Linked DNA regions of Danio rerio: region 1 is linked to region 2. Evidence: chromatin contacts called from public Hi-C data. All regions are on one chromosome and are shown on one strand. The core of a region is the stretch at or near the end of the contact, and the rest is flanking DNA. Distances in the headings are between cores, read along the strand shown.

Evidence for each region. Hi-C and Micro-C count contacts between places; a contact is called where the count stands out from the background.
Region 1: a Hi-C map of an unstated tissue shows a contact between it and region 2, with 1.9 times the contacts expected there. The contact joins the promoter of lamtor3 here to the enhancer-like site in region 2. A contact is called at or near these places in 2 of 18 Hi-C or Micro-C datasets (caudal fin and an unstated tissue).

Annotation. Positions count from the first base shown.
Region 1 is chr13:12,901,459-12,907,584 of GRCz12tu, reverse strand. lamtor3 (late endosomal/lysosomal adaptor, MAPK and MTOR activator 3) reads left to right here and starts at 1,677. Exons shown (of 7, transcript NM_001431069.1): 1 at 1,677-1,749; 2 at 2,703-2,748; 3 at 2,828-2,862; 4 at 2,957-3,015; 5 at 5,103-5,236; 6 at 5,320-5,383. The coding sequence starts at 2,740.
Region 2 is chr13:12,851,741-12,857,957 of GRCz12tu, reverse strand. It overlaps atp10d (ATPase phospholipid transporting 10D), which reads right to left. Exons shown (of 21, transcript NM_001145607.1): 11 at 3,440-3,537; 12 at 3,193-3,319; 13 at 2,926-3,110. Among named protein-coding and RNA genes, the nearest start is that of dapp1, 22 kb to the left of the region's middle. Within about 2 kb of position 3,072, at least 4 of the 62 cell types and tissues checked have an H3K27ac peak or open chromatin away from gene starts, as enhancers often do.

The DNA of each region.
Region 1 (6,126 bases), core at 428-2,927, 51 kb before region 2:
AAAAAATACAATTTATTTGTTAATTTAATAAATAGCAAACAACATTCTGTACACCTGTTTTTTTTTTCATTATTGTGACTGGTTTGATTTAGAGTTGGGGTGGGGGTAGACATCAATAAAATACAACTAAGGGGGAATTTAAAAATATTTAATATAATTCTTGTTAACTTCGGGCCGCAAATGTATCTGATCAAGCAACAACCAGTCTAAAGGTGTACAGCTAGAATTGGTTAGTAAATGTTATTTTCTATTGGTCTAAGTTTATTTAAAATATTGATTAGAGGAGCGTTACCTAATAAATATCCAGGCCTGTAGCCAGCCTATTGTAAATAAGAGTGGTTCTTTTTTTCTGAAAAAGTGGACCTTTTTGCAGTTATTGTCGTCATTTAAGAACTAATCTTTGCTCCATAAGCTTGTTGGATGGTGATCATAACCACACTATTTTTGATGCACCAAAAATGTTTTCAATTTATATACAATTTAAATATTGTTATGTGATTATCATTAAAAAGTGAATATGAAAAAAACTTATTATCAAATTTATTATCCATCATTAAAAATAAAAATCTGGTAAAACTGGTTTAAAAAAATGGCATATAGGCAAATAACAAACTGGCTAGCTCATTCAACTTCCCTGTCAAAATTTGGCTACTTGAATAATTAAACATTTAATTTGTCTTAAAGCCTTTTCTATTGATCCTTTTCACAATTTATAATGGCATAGCAGTCAAAAATTTGATAATTTTTTCTATGGAGGACGAAACCTGCAAAAACAGTAATTAAATAAATACCCAAATAAATAAATAAATGAGTAAATAAATCCATAAATCCCTGCATAAATAAAATAATAAATAAATAAATGTGTGTAAAAATCCACAAATTTCTGCATAAACAAGTCTATACATAATTAATAGTGCGGGCAGGTAAATAACTAAATAAGTTACACGAGGGGAATAAGAAAAAGTTTATTTTAATTAACGTTTGAAAGAGAGGAAAAATAAACTTTTAATTTAGCATTTTCTTATTCCCCTCGTGTAATTTTTTTAGTTATTTACCTGCCCACACTATTAATTATTTAAATATTTATTTTAGCAGGAATTTGTGGATTGTTTATATACATTTATTTCTTTATTTGCATATTTATTTATTTAATGTTTTATTTAAGCGAGAATTTATGGATTCATTTACTCATTTATTTATAATTTGCGTATTTATTCATTTATTTATTTATTGTTTTTGCAGGTTTCGTCCTCCATACTTTTCTCAATGGTAGGCTACTTAAAGAACTAGATATTTATTTAAATACCATTAGGAGAGTACAAACAAAAAAGCTGTTATATCTGTTGACACATTTAAATTAGCAAGGCCTAGCATTATTTGTAATAGTTTGTCTATTTTATTATGTTTTACCTACTGTGTTGTTGTACTTTTATTACTCTATTATGTTTTTCATATTTGTTGCATGAATTAAAAAGCAGCTGCAGATACGCATGCGCACATCAATATATCACAGCATACGTTTTGCGACACTTCAACAATAATAATCGTTTTTACGTTACTGTGAGGGCAGACGTTAAGTAAAATAAAATTAAATAGGTAAAATTATGAAAAATACAATAATTCTCGTTAATTTGATCGTGACATTTTAACGGATATGACGTACACGGAAAAGCGTATGTATTTTGTCATGTGATGCTCGCACAGAAACGCAAGAGAAGAACTTTTATAAAGCGTTGAGTTCAGTTGATGGTAAGTCTGTTGCCTTTTGTGTATTATGACTTTAATAGATGCTTTCTGGGTTTATAACAGTTTCTGGATTAGACATGTCTGCAGTTAGTAAGTAACGTTAAACATGTTGCCAAAGATGCTGGTAAAATGCTGTTGTAATGTCGTATAATCTTCTACGAAAATTAACCATGGTTTTACTATAGTAAACGTGTAGGAATTATGGTTTATCTACGTATTGATTACCAATTTTTATACGTTAACTATAGCTTTATTACTGTTGCATGCTTAATTCGTGTTTACCTTGGATTAACTAAAGTTACCATGGTGTTTGCTTTTATTTGTAGTAAAACCATGGTTAATTTTCAATTAGGGTAAAGTTGGTTTTATTTTCACACATTTCGACATTCTCCTTAATAAAATAATTTCTGAAACGTATTCTTTGCAAATACTAAGTAGTGAAATCATATTAGCAGTCAACATCAGACTACACGATTGTTTTTAGTCAAATAAATAGTGGTAATGTTATTTTGAAGTCATTCTTACACATATTTTTCAGACCCAATGTTTTAAAGTACCATGGTAAACAATATATGGGACAAAATCAAGTTATCACTGAACGAATATGCAAATATAAAACCAAGTTTACCTCAATTTCCTATGTTGTTTACCATGGTACTTTGAATATTCAATCTGAAATCACGTGCAAGTATGACCAAAGACTATAGAACACATATAATACAGTATGCCTTAAAGGGACTTTGGTAGACTTGAAAACAACATTAGCACTATTTATTTGACTGTGAACAATGTTGTACTTTGATAGTCATAGGCTGCTAATATGATTTCACTATTTAGAATTTGGAAACAACACTTTTCTGAAGTTATACCATTAAGAAGAATGTGCGAATATAAAACCAACTTTACCTCAATTATTTTCATGCCATGTCCTTTACTTTTCAACTTTTTCCCTAGAGTGTGCTGCAGGCGACGTACATAATCAGTCCAATGAATATGGCAGATGTGAGTATATTTGTAAATTAATTTTCTGGTAGTGAATTTCTCATGAGTCTAATAATGTGTTTTGACTTGATTCTTGCAGAATCTCAGAAGCTATTTGTATAAACAACTACCAAGGTAAAGACATTCTTTTTGTATTTTAGACACATTTTATTTCATTCATTGCCAGATGTAATGAATGCTGATTTCTTTATTTTTAATCTGTCATCAGTGTTGAAGGACTTCATGCAATTGTGGTGACAGATAGAGATGGGGTCCCTGTAATCAAAGGTGAAAACCAGATCTCAGATTTTTACATTTTTGTGCATACTACTGGTCAAATGTATAAAAACAGTAAGATTTCCTTTACTTCATTTAATTAAAACATGAATGTAGCAACAACAAAAAAAAAGTTTATTCCTTTGAATCAAAGTTAAATTGTGAGTATCATTACTTTCTTTAGTCTTCAGTTGGGCTGCACGATATTAGAAAAATCAAGCATTGCGATAATTTTTTATTTTGCGATTTGAATACAGTTTCACCAGATTACTTGAATATCTCTATTTGGAAAGATTTTATAATATTAGATCGATTGGGATGATTCTGCAATGGGAGTGTATCTCCATAAAATACAATAATCTATAAACGTTTTGGGGCCCCTTACACATTTTTCATGTGGTCTGTGCTATTTGCAGAGCATTTCTGTATTTGCATGTGTTGTGAGTATTTTCATGCACATGTTTAATCAGCGATTGATGAATTAATGTTAACTATTTGTATCTCAATAAAATCGAATGAACAATCTATATACTTTTTGGGTCCCCCGACACATTTTCCATGTGGTTTGTGCTAGTTGCAATTCACTTCTGTATTTGCATGTGTTGTGAGTATTTTCATGCACAACAATCTATAATTGCAATCAAGAAAAAGATACAACTGAAAAAGTGTTTGATTGTTTCAGTATTTCCGTTTAAGAATTGAATTTATTGAAAGGGATAGCCCCTTGAGATGAATCATCTCATTTTCGAGGGGGTCCCTAAAAAGTTCATAAATCAAAGAGTACAACACATCATAACGTACATACACTTAACAAGACAAACTAACAATCAAACAAGCAGCACACTCCGCCTGAAACACTTCCCACAATCTTAAGCCTAAATAAACAAAAACATATAATCAAAAGTACTAACAATTTGATATACAAATAAATAATAAACATTTAATTTGGAGTCAATATTAATAACATTCGCAAGTTGTTTCCAAAAAAGAAAATAAATTAGCTCGAAAAGACTAAGTGATTTAATTGATCCAAAAAAAAGAAGGGAGATCGTTCCAGTCGGAAGGAGCTTTGTATCGAAAGGACCTACGGCCACTTTCTGTAGAAATTCTGGGAACAAAAAAATAATTCTGTTGCATATGACGAAGCGAATATGATGAGGTAAATGGAACAAAAAGCTGCTTTAAATAAAGAGGGGAAACTAAAATAAACACATTTAAAAAGAAACAAATACCAATGATACTGTCTGCAGAACTTAGGTTGAAGCAAACCAAGTGTTTCGTATAATATTGAATGTTGGGCTCTATAAGGACATCTTAAAACAAATTGACACAAAGAATTGAAGCAGTATTTAAAGGTTTTAAATTAACATCAGAGGTAATGTCATAAATAATATCAGCATAATCAATAATAGGAAAAATTAATTGAGAGATCAATTTTATTCTTACTTTAAATGAAAAACAATTAATAGAACGATAAAAAGAACCTAAGCAGCGATATGAATTTTTAATTATAAAATCAATTTAGTAAAAAATTCAGTTTGGTAACTGAATAATAAATATAAAAGTAGTTCTATAAAATTAACCATTATCAAAGTTACAAATGGTACTTAAACTTCTTACGCCTGAATGTGTTTAAGGTCATTATACAATTATTATTATTATTTTTTTTTTTTTTAGCTCATTATACAATTCCATGCATCAAAAACATGCAAATAATGAATTTTAATCCAAACTCAACATTGCCTATATTTGTCATGTGACTATTGCGAATGATCAATTTGCAATGTTGATGCTGATATATTGTACAGCCCTAGTCTGCAGTGTCACATGGTTCTTCAGAAATCAATCTGTTATGATCAGTTATTATTGCTAATCAATCATTATTAATAAGTCATCTTATCAATATTATCAGTTTCCCCACTTCATTGTTTTGTGGAAGCTATGTTAAATGTCACTTTTAGAATTCTTTGATGAAAGGAAAGCTCAAGCATCTACTTAAAATAAAGTCTACTTTTTATGTTCTATATATGTATGTTAAAATAATATGTGTAGTATATCTATGTAGTAAAGCTCTGAAATGTTGCTTGTGTCCACTCTAGTGGCTAATGACAATGCTCCTGAATATGCGCTGCGGCCGGCCTTCTTGTCCACCTTTGCTTTGGCAACCGACCAGGGCAGCAAGCTGGGCTTGTCCAAAAATAAGAGCATCATTTGTTACTACAACACATATCAGGTGCTTTCTTTGACATAAGACACATTTGATCTGCTAGTTACTCAGAATTTCTTATATTAACGTATGCTGTTTATCATTGGCAGATTGTACAGTTCAACCGATTACCCTTAGTGATAAGTTTCATCGCAAGTAGTAACGCTAACACGGGTGAGTATTTCTCTGTCACAATGAGCCATTTTTACTTTAGAGATCAAAATTAAAGAAGTTGTCACTGCTTAGCCGTATTTGATTTACCCGCTAGTGTGGTGTAAATTAAAGAGGGGGTTTGACCCTCCTAATTAATGCTTAAACTTCCTAAAGGATATCAAAACTAGATGTGTGTGGGGTCTGGGAAGTAGTTTTCACGTATCTGTATCTGGAATAATAATAATAATAATAAGTTAATATTAATATTAACTTATCCTATATGTTAATAATAACTTCTAATCAGAAAAAAACAAATCTAGCCCACAGTAAATCTTCAAAATATGCTGTTTCTTGTAAATTCTATCTATATTCTGTCTACATGTAGCCTAATAGATAAGTCAAATTAAACTAGATGGAAGTTGCACAGTAAACTGTATGTGCAATCTTTTATTATCATATATTTATTGGAGCTGGAATAAAGTTATCCCGGTTCAGCAAAATACCTGTTTTATACCAAAAACATGTTGTTAATAGTTGTTTGTTGAAATAGCCCATCACAGGTTTACTGTATGCAAAAGTCTATTTATTACTCATTAAAAACACAGAAAGTAATTTTTATTAATAAACGAGATGTCATTGAAATATATGAATTTGGTTCACTGAGGCATGCATGTGTAGGCTATTATCAAAACAGAAAAAAAGCAGACCCCCGGTAATCAGATAATTTAAACACTGGTGTAGATCATTAAAACCAATTAACTAAC
Region 2 (6,217 bases), core at 1,823-4,322:
AACCACCAGCGGACGCCCTTTGTTCTTAAATGTAAATCTTTTCAGTGCTTTAAATTTTATTTAGACATGAAAACACTTAAAAATAAATATAAAAACATTGGGATTTCCTTTCTTTCTATTACAGACACCGTTGCCCTTCTTAACAATCCACAAAACAGTCAGTTCATGTAGCCGCGTGTGACTGTTTGAACAGACATAAACACCTATTAATAATAATAATATCTGAATATGTCAATCTTGCTGGGTTTTCTTTTAAAGAAATGAGCATAAAAAGTTAGGAAAGCAATCGAATACTTTCATCATAGATGTGTGCATTTTTAAAGTGACACCTCTGTTATTTAATGTAATCAAACGAACAATCAAAGTAAGATATTAATTTGCTGCTCTTTAATCAGAATACATTATACAGTGAAGGAAAGGTTAATGAGATTTGATAACTTGATTCAATTTCTTTATATTAGCTATTAATTTTAACTATTATCTAATGCATAATATTTATTCTATCCTTTGTTTATAATAATAATAATAATAATAATAATAATCATAACTAACCGTTTCGCCTGGGGGGTATCCCATATTTTTTATAGTGTAAAAGCAATTAATTTATGAAGCAAAATGTAAACATGCAAACAATGACGGAATATTGCAATGTCAGATGCTGAAGGATACATCAATGCTGACTTCAAAATCAGTTGACCTTAAGAGATGTAAAGCAGAATTTAGATACGGTTGTGCTATGATGTGTTTCAGCTTTGGAATGCTTTCAGATGCAGCCATATTTTTGTATTAGTACACCACAAAGACACAAACATTTGAAACACATTGTACTGTATAAACTTCACATGTCTTGCTTTGCACTAGTCATGAATCTCCATTCTCAAGGAGCTGAGATGGTTAACTACCAATGTGCCATTAGTAAAAGAAAAAGTAAAAGAAATAAATGTTGGATAAATCCAATGACTCTCTAACTTCTGTTTGTTCCAACTTACATTTTTCAGAGTGATGCTCTGTTCTCAAAATATAAGGTATTTGTTGTGGAGTGAATTAAAATATTATACATGTTTTACTGCTGGCAGTTAGCTCCCTGCAACTCTTACATGGTCAACAACAAGTACCTGGATGGAAGACCACATGGGAAAGCTAGGTTGCTGTCGCAAATGGTGTTAGTGAGACTAGCAGGGGGGTACTCAACCTGCATTCTGTGAGAGTCCCAATGCCCCAGTATAGTAAAAGGGGACTTTATACTGCTAAGTGAGCGCTGTCTTTCGGATGAGACGTTAAACCGAGGTCCTGACTCTCTGTGGTCATTAAAAACCTCAGGATGTCCTTCGAAAAAGTCTCGGGGTTTAACCCCAGCATCCTTGCCAAATTTTCCCACTGGCCTTCATGGCTTCCTAACTATCCCCATATCATAATTGGCTTCTCTTCTCCACCAATCAGCTGGTGTGCGGTCTGTCGCTATATGGCTGTCGTTGCATCATCCAGGTGGATGATGCCCACTGGCTGGTGGTGAATGAGGAGATTCCCTTAATGTGTAAAGCACTTTGGGCCCTATCATACACCCGGCGCAGTGTGGCGCAAGGCGTGACACAGTAGTCTTTTGGTAGTTTAAGCTTGGCGCAAGTGTCGTTTTGAGGCTTTGCACTACGCTGTTTAAATAGCAAATGCATTAGCGCTCATTTTTGCGCCCATAGGCGTTCTGGTCTAAAAAGGCGGACCGCTGGTGCGTTGCTATTTTGAGAAACTATAATAGATTTTTCATTAGACCAAAACTAACCCGGTCTAAACTCCGGCGCAGAGTTGCGCCTCGCTTACGCACTGCTTAATACGCACAAGAGAGCAATAGGCAAATATCTTTACATATGAAAAATTTAAATATTAAGAATATATATATAGGATATAATAAGAATAGATATAGGATATAAATATAAAGGATTAAAATATTACAAAACATATTATTTTTTTAACTTACATACATATATAAAAACCACTGCTTTTATGTCTTATTCATCTCGGGAGGCTTTTTTAGTTCATTCATAACAATTTGCTTTTGTATAATGTTATTATTATTAGCAGTATTATTTATTATATCCATATTTATATTTGTTTTATTAAAAATAAGCTTAGATTTGCCCACCTGTCAGGTTTTAGACCATATGGGGCACAGCATGTGTTTTAGGATATAACTCAAGTTTTTGAGCACATTTTGCTATTATTATTCATTTATTCGTTTGCTGAAAATTAGAACTGAATTTAGAAATAGTTTTGAAACGAATATTTGCGCTTAACAAACAAAAGTAATTATTTATAGACTAATTGATATCTGTGCGTAAAGGTTTCCCTATCCAAGAGCGAAAGTGAAAGTGATCCATTATCTCTCATTCTAACGCAATAAATGCTCTGTTTAACAGTTTTCTTGTTTTCTTTGGTTTCTAATCTGTTTGCTTGTGAAATGCTCATTTTTTCCACTTAGACTTACTTTACGTCCTGTAAATAGCGAATGCGCTCTTGGCGCAACGCAGCTGACTCTTAAAGGGAATGGGAGATGAGACTGTAATTGGTTTATTCTTAAAACACACCTATAACTCATTAAGAAAATGAACTCAACCCTTTTAGACCATGCGCCAAAGCGCAAGACAGATTTCCCGTCCTTAAATTAGCAAAAACACGTCCTGACACGCCCTGAAAGCATTTGCGCCCTGCGTTTTGCGCTTTGCACATGGACCGTCAAAATAGAGCCCTTTGAGTGTCAAGTTTTATTTAAAGAGTCACCTACTTGACAAATGTTGCACTAGTCTGATGTGTTTATTTTACAACAATGTAATTTTAGTCTGGAACAAGTGGTCAGTTTGTTCCAACTATTTATAAAAGTAATATATATATATAATTTCCCTACAGTTACCTTCATCCAACATGTCTATTTACCTTGCTGTCACAGTTGGCCATCAGTATGTGGTCTGTGGGTCTGAGGAGTTTGCAGGCAAAAGCAATATTAATAGCAGTCTCTTGTTTGTCCCCTGTGAGCACCCATACTTTGATCCCAGCTTCCTGAAGAGCCTCAATAGTCTCAGGCACTTCCTCCTGCAGGCGGTCTACAATACCCGTCGCCCCTGTAAGTCAATAGTGAGTTAGCCTAGGACAAACAACATATTAAAAGATTCCATTGATGTCCTCATTGTCTTCATTTCTCACCCAACAACGTGAGATCAGTTTCCAGTCTCTCAGCAGATTCAAGCAGAAGCTCCTCTCTGTTTTCAATGCTGGTTTCAGCATACTCGTGTCTCTTCATCCAGGCTTCGTATTCCTGCTCTCCCAACACCTGTCCATAATATCCCAATGATTACCACCAAAATTTGATATCATGTTAGAGACATTTTAATACATGCTGTCTATGCAAAAAAGATCATTCAAATAAGAGAAGTGAGAGTGAAAGACGTACTTTTTTAGCAACACAGAGAGTGCGCAGTCCCTCTCTTGCATACTGGTCCAGGTGTCTCTGCGTCAGTTCCATAACCTCCCTGGAGAAATCATCTTCAGCTGCACGCACGCACGCACAGGCACATACGCACACGCACACACACACACGCATGCACGCACGCACACACGCGCACACACGCACACACGCACACACACGCACACACGCACACACACACACACACACACACACGCACGCAAGCCAAACTAAATATTTATGGTTTAACAATGGTGGGACAATATTGCATCTGAATGTTTAACAAGCATGACAGGACAATAAACGATATCGATAATAAAGGCAAGATAATTCTCCCTCAATAAAACAATAACCCATGTTCTATGAATGTTCGATGTAATGTTTACACACCAATGCGGAACTAAACAGCGCAGCTATTTGCGTCATCATTCATGCAAACAAAACTGAGTTCAGGTGAGTTGGCGGAAGTTAGGGCTGCTCGATTAGGATTATTAAAATCATGATTATATTGGTCATAATTGTAAAAACGATTATGTATTGATTAAACAATTAAGTCAAAATTATTAGCCCTCCTTTGAATCTTTTTTTAATAAACATTTCTCAAAATATGTTTAACAGAGCAAGGAATTTTTCACAGTATTTCCTAAAATATTTTTTCTTCTGGAGAAACGCTTATTTGTTTTATTTAGGCTAGAATGAAAGCAGGTTTAAATATTTTAATTATATTTAATTATATTTTATTATTTAATTATATTTATATTTATATTTAATTATTTATATTATAATTTTGATTGTCTGCAAAAGAAACTACTGTTATACAATGACTTGCCTAATTACCCTAATTAAGCCTTTGAATCGTAATAAATGTAATTTTAATGCTTGGTTGTGTTTATAAGATGCAAAGCAATGTGTGCTCATATTTCACTTGAAGGAAATCAGGTTATTTTTTCATAAATCTCACTTTGATTATACACAGCTACTCAGCGTAACGTGAAAACGACTGATATATTTCCTAGTTCCTCTGAAATGCCCGTCCTCAATTGACTCTGATTGGTCATGTGTCATAATGTGCTGCGATTTGCAGATCAGCTCCACGTCATGCCCACTCTCTAAAATAAAATCTGACAAGTGTCTGTAACGAGTGAAAATGGGGTGCGGCTCCTTTAATAGAGTTTGCAATTGTGTGTGTGTGTGTATGTGTGTGTGAACTGTCCGTAGACGCGTGTAACATGAGAAGCGCATGTGCGCGGGAGCGATGTTTATTTTTATTTTTCTCTAATGCTTGGATGAGGTTATTTTCTTTAATATACAGTGATGCTGTTGACAGAAGAATAAAGCACAAGATGTGGGATGCGACCTGTGAGAGCCTTGATTGATTTTTCTGCTGCTACACGAGTTAGGCGAGCTCTCCTGTATTTTTAAAAAATGTTACACGATGTCTTTCACATATATTTGGAATATGCATGTGTAAGTAATATGAATCATTCACATATCTTTTGTGAGTTTATTGTCTGAGATGTAAAACGCATGAAAAAGCTGCCTATAGAGAGACATGCACGCACTGGTAAAGTGTGTGTGTGTGTGCACAGCAATTTGACTGATAAATATGAATTTGTAGCTAAATTGTTATCGGTGCCAAACAGTGTTTACCATTGTTTACATCTTAGCTACAGCATACCGTTAAGGCTAGACACTGTACATGTCATAATCAATTTTAGCAAATGAAAACACAAACAGATTGTGGCTCAGAGTTTACAGCTTCTGCTTGTTGGAGCTGCTTATTCTTTGAAGAGATTTTAACCGAATCCAGCACTGAACCAGCAGAGATTCTGGAGCTGTTTTGTTAAATCATGCTTGCTGTGTATTTTATAATTCTCTGGAACATAATTAATATTGAACTGTAAGCACTTCTGTCTTTGTGTCGTGTCCTTTGGAAGCCCAAATACAGAAACAGACGAAGCTCTGTGGAAACAGCAGCATTTGGACGTGTTTTAGCTCCCTCTGCTATAACATTACAGCGCCTCTGGCCACGGCCCTTAGCTGCGCAGTGTGTGTGCGCGGTAAAGGTACGTTTGTGATCTCACAAGGCCCGGAAGTATTTTTTTGTAGTCCCCAAAATTCGTTCATTGTAGGCTTTGCTAAGCTAAATCTGTAAAAACCAAGATCTTTGCATTGAACTTTGAGCATTTTACATTCAGAGATGTTGTTTATGTTTACACAGCTGCCTTACACATCAACTAAAGTTTAAAATATGATATCGTAGTGGACTACCCCTTTAATCAGAATACTGGTACCTTGAAAAATATCTAATAAAATATTATTTACTGTCATTGTAGAAAATCTTTGTGACTTGCTCCCTGAAGCCCTGCCCACTGTTTCTTGAACCTCTCTGATGCACACATTGAAGGCCACCCACATGGTCCACAGCTGCACCTTATCACTCCAATCATCAGCCCCTTTAAGTAGTGTGGCTTCAGAGTAGCAGTATGCTCTGGTCTTTCACTGCTCTGGCCTCCTCATGTGTTGGTGTGGCTGTGCGCAAATTTGAGTTATGCTTTCTAGTGTTTATTTACGAAGTATTGCTTGTATATGCAGTTTTAAATTAGTTTATTATCAACGTTGAGGAGAAATGGCTAATTCCCTTTAAACCCAGGTGAGCAAATATGTACATTTTCTACCCCATTAAAGGTTTCTTTCTCATTATGTAGTTAATAACAAAAGATATACTACGTGTTTTTGGCTGTGAGACGTAGTTTGGACTAACTT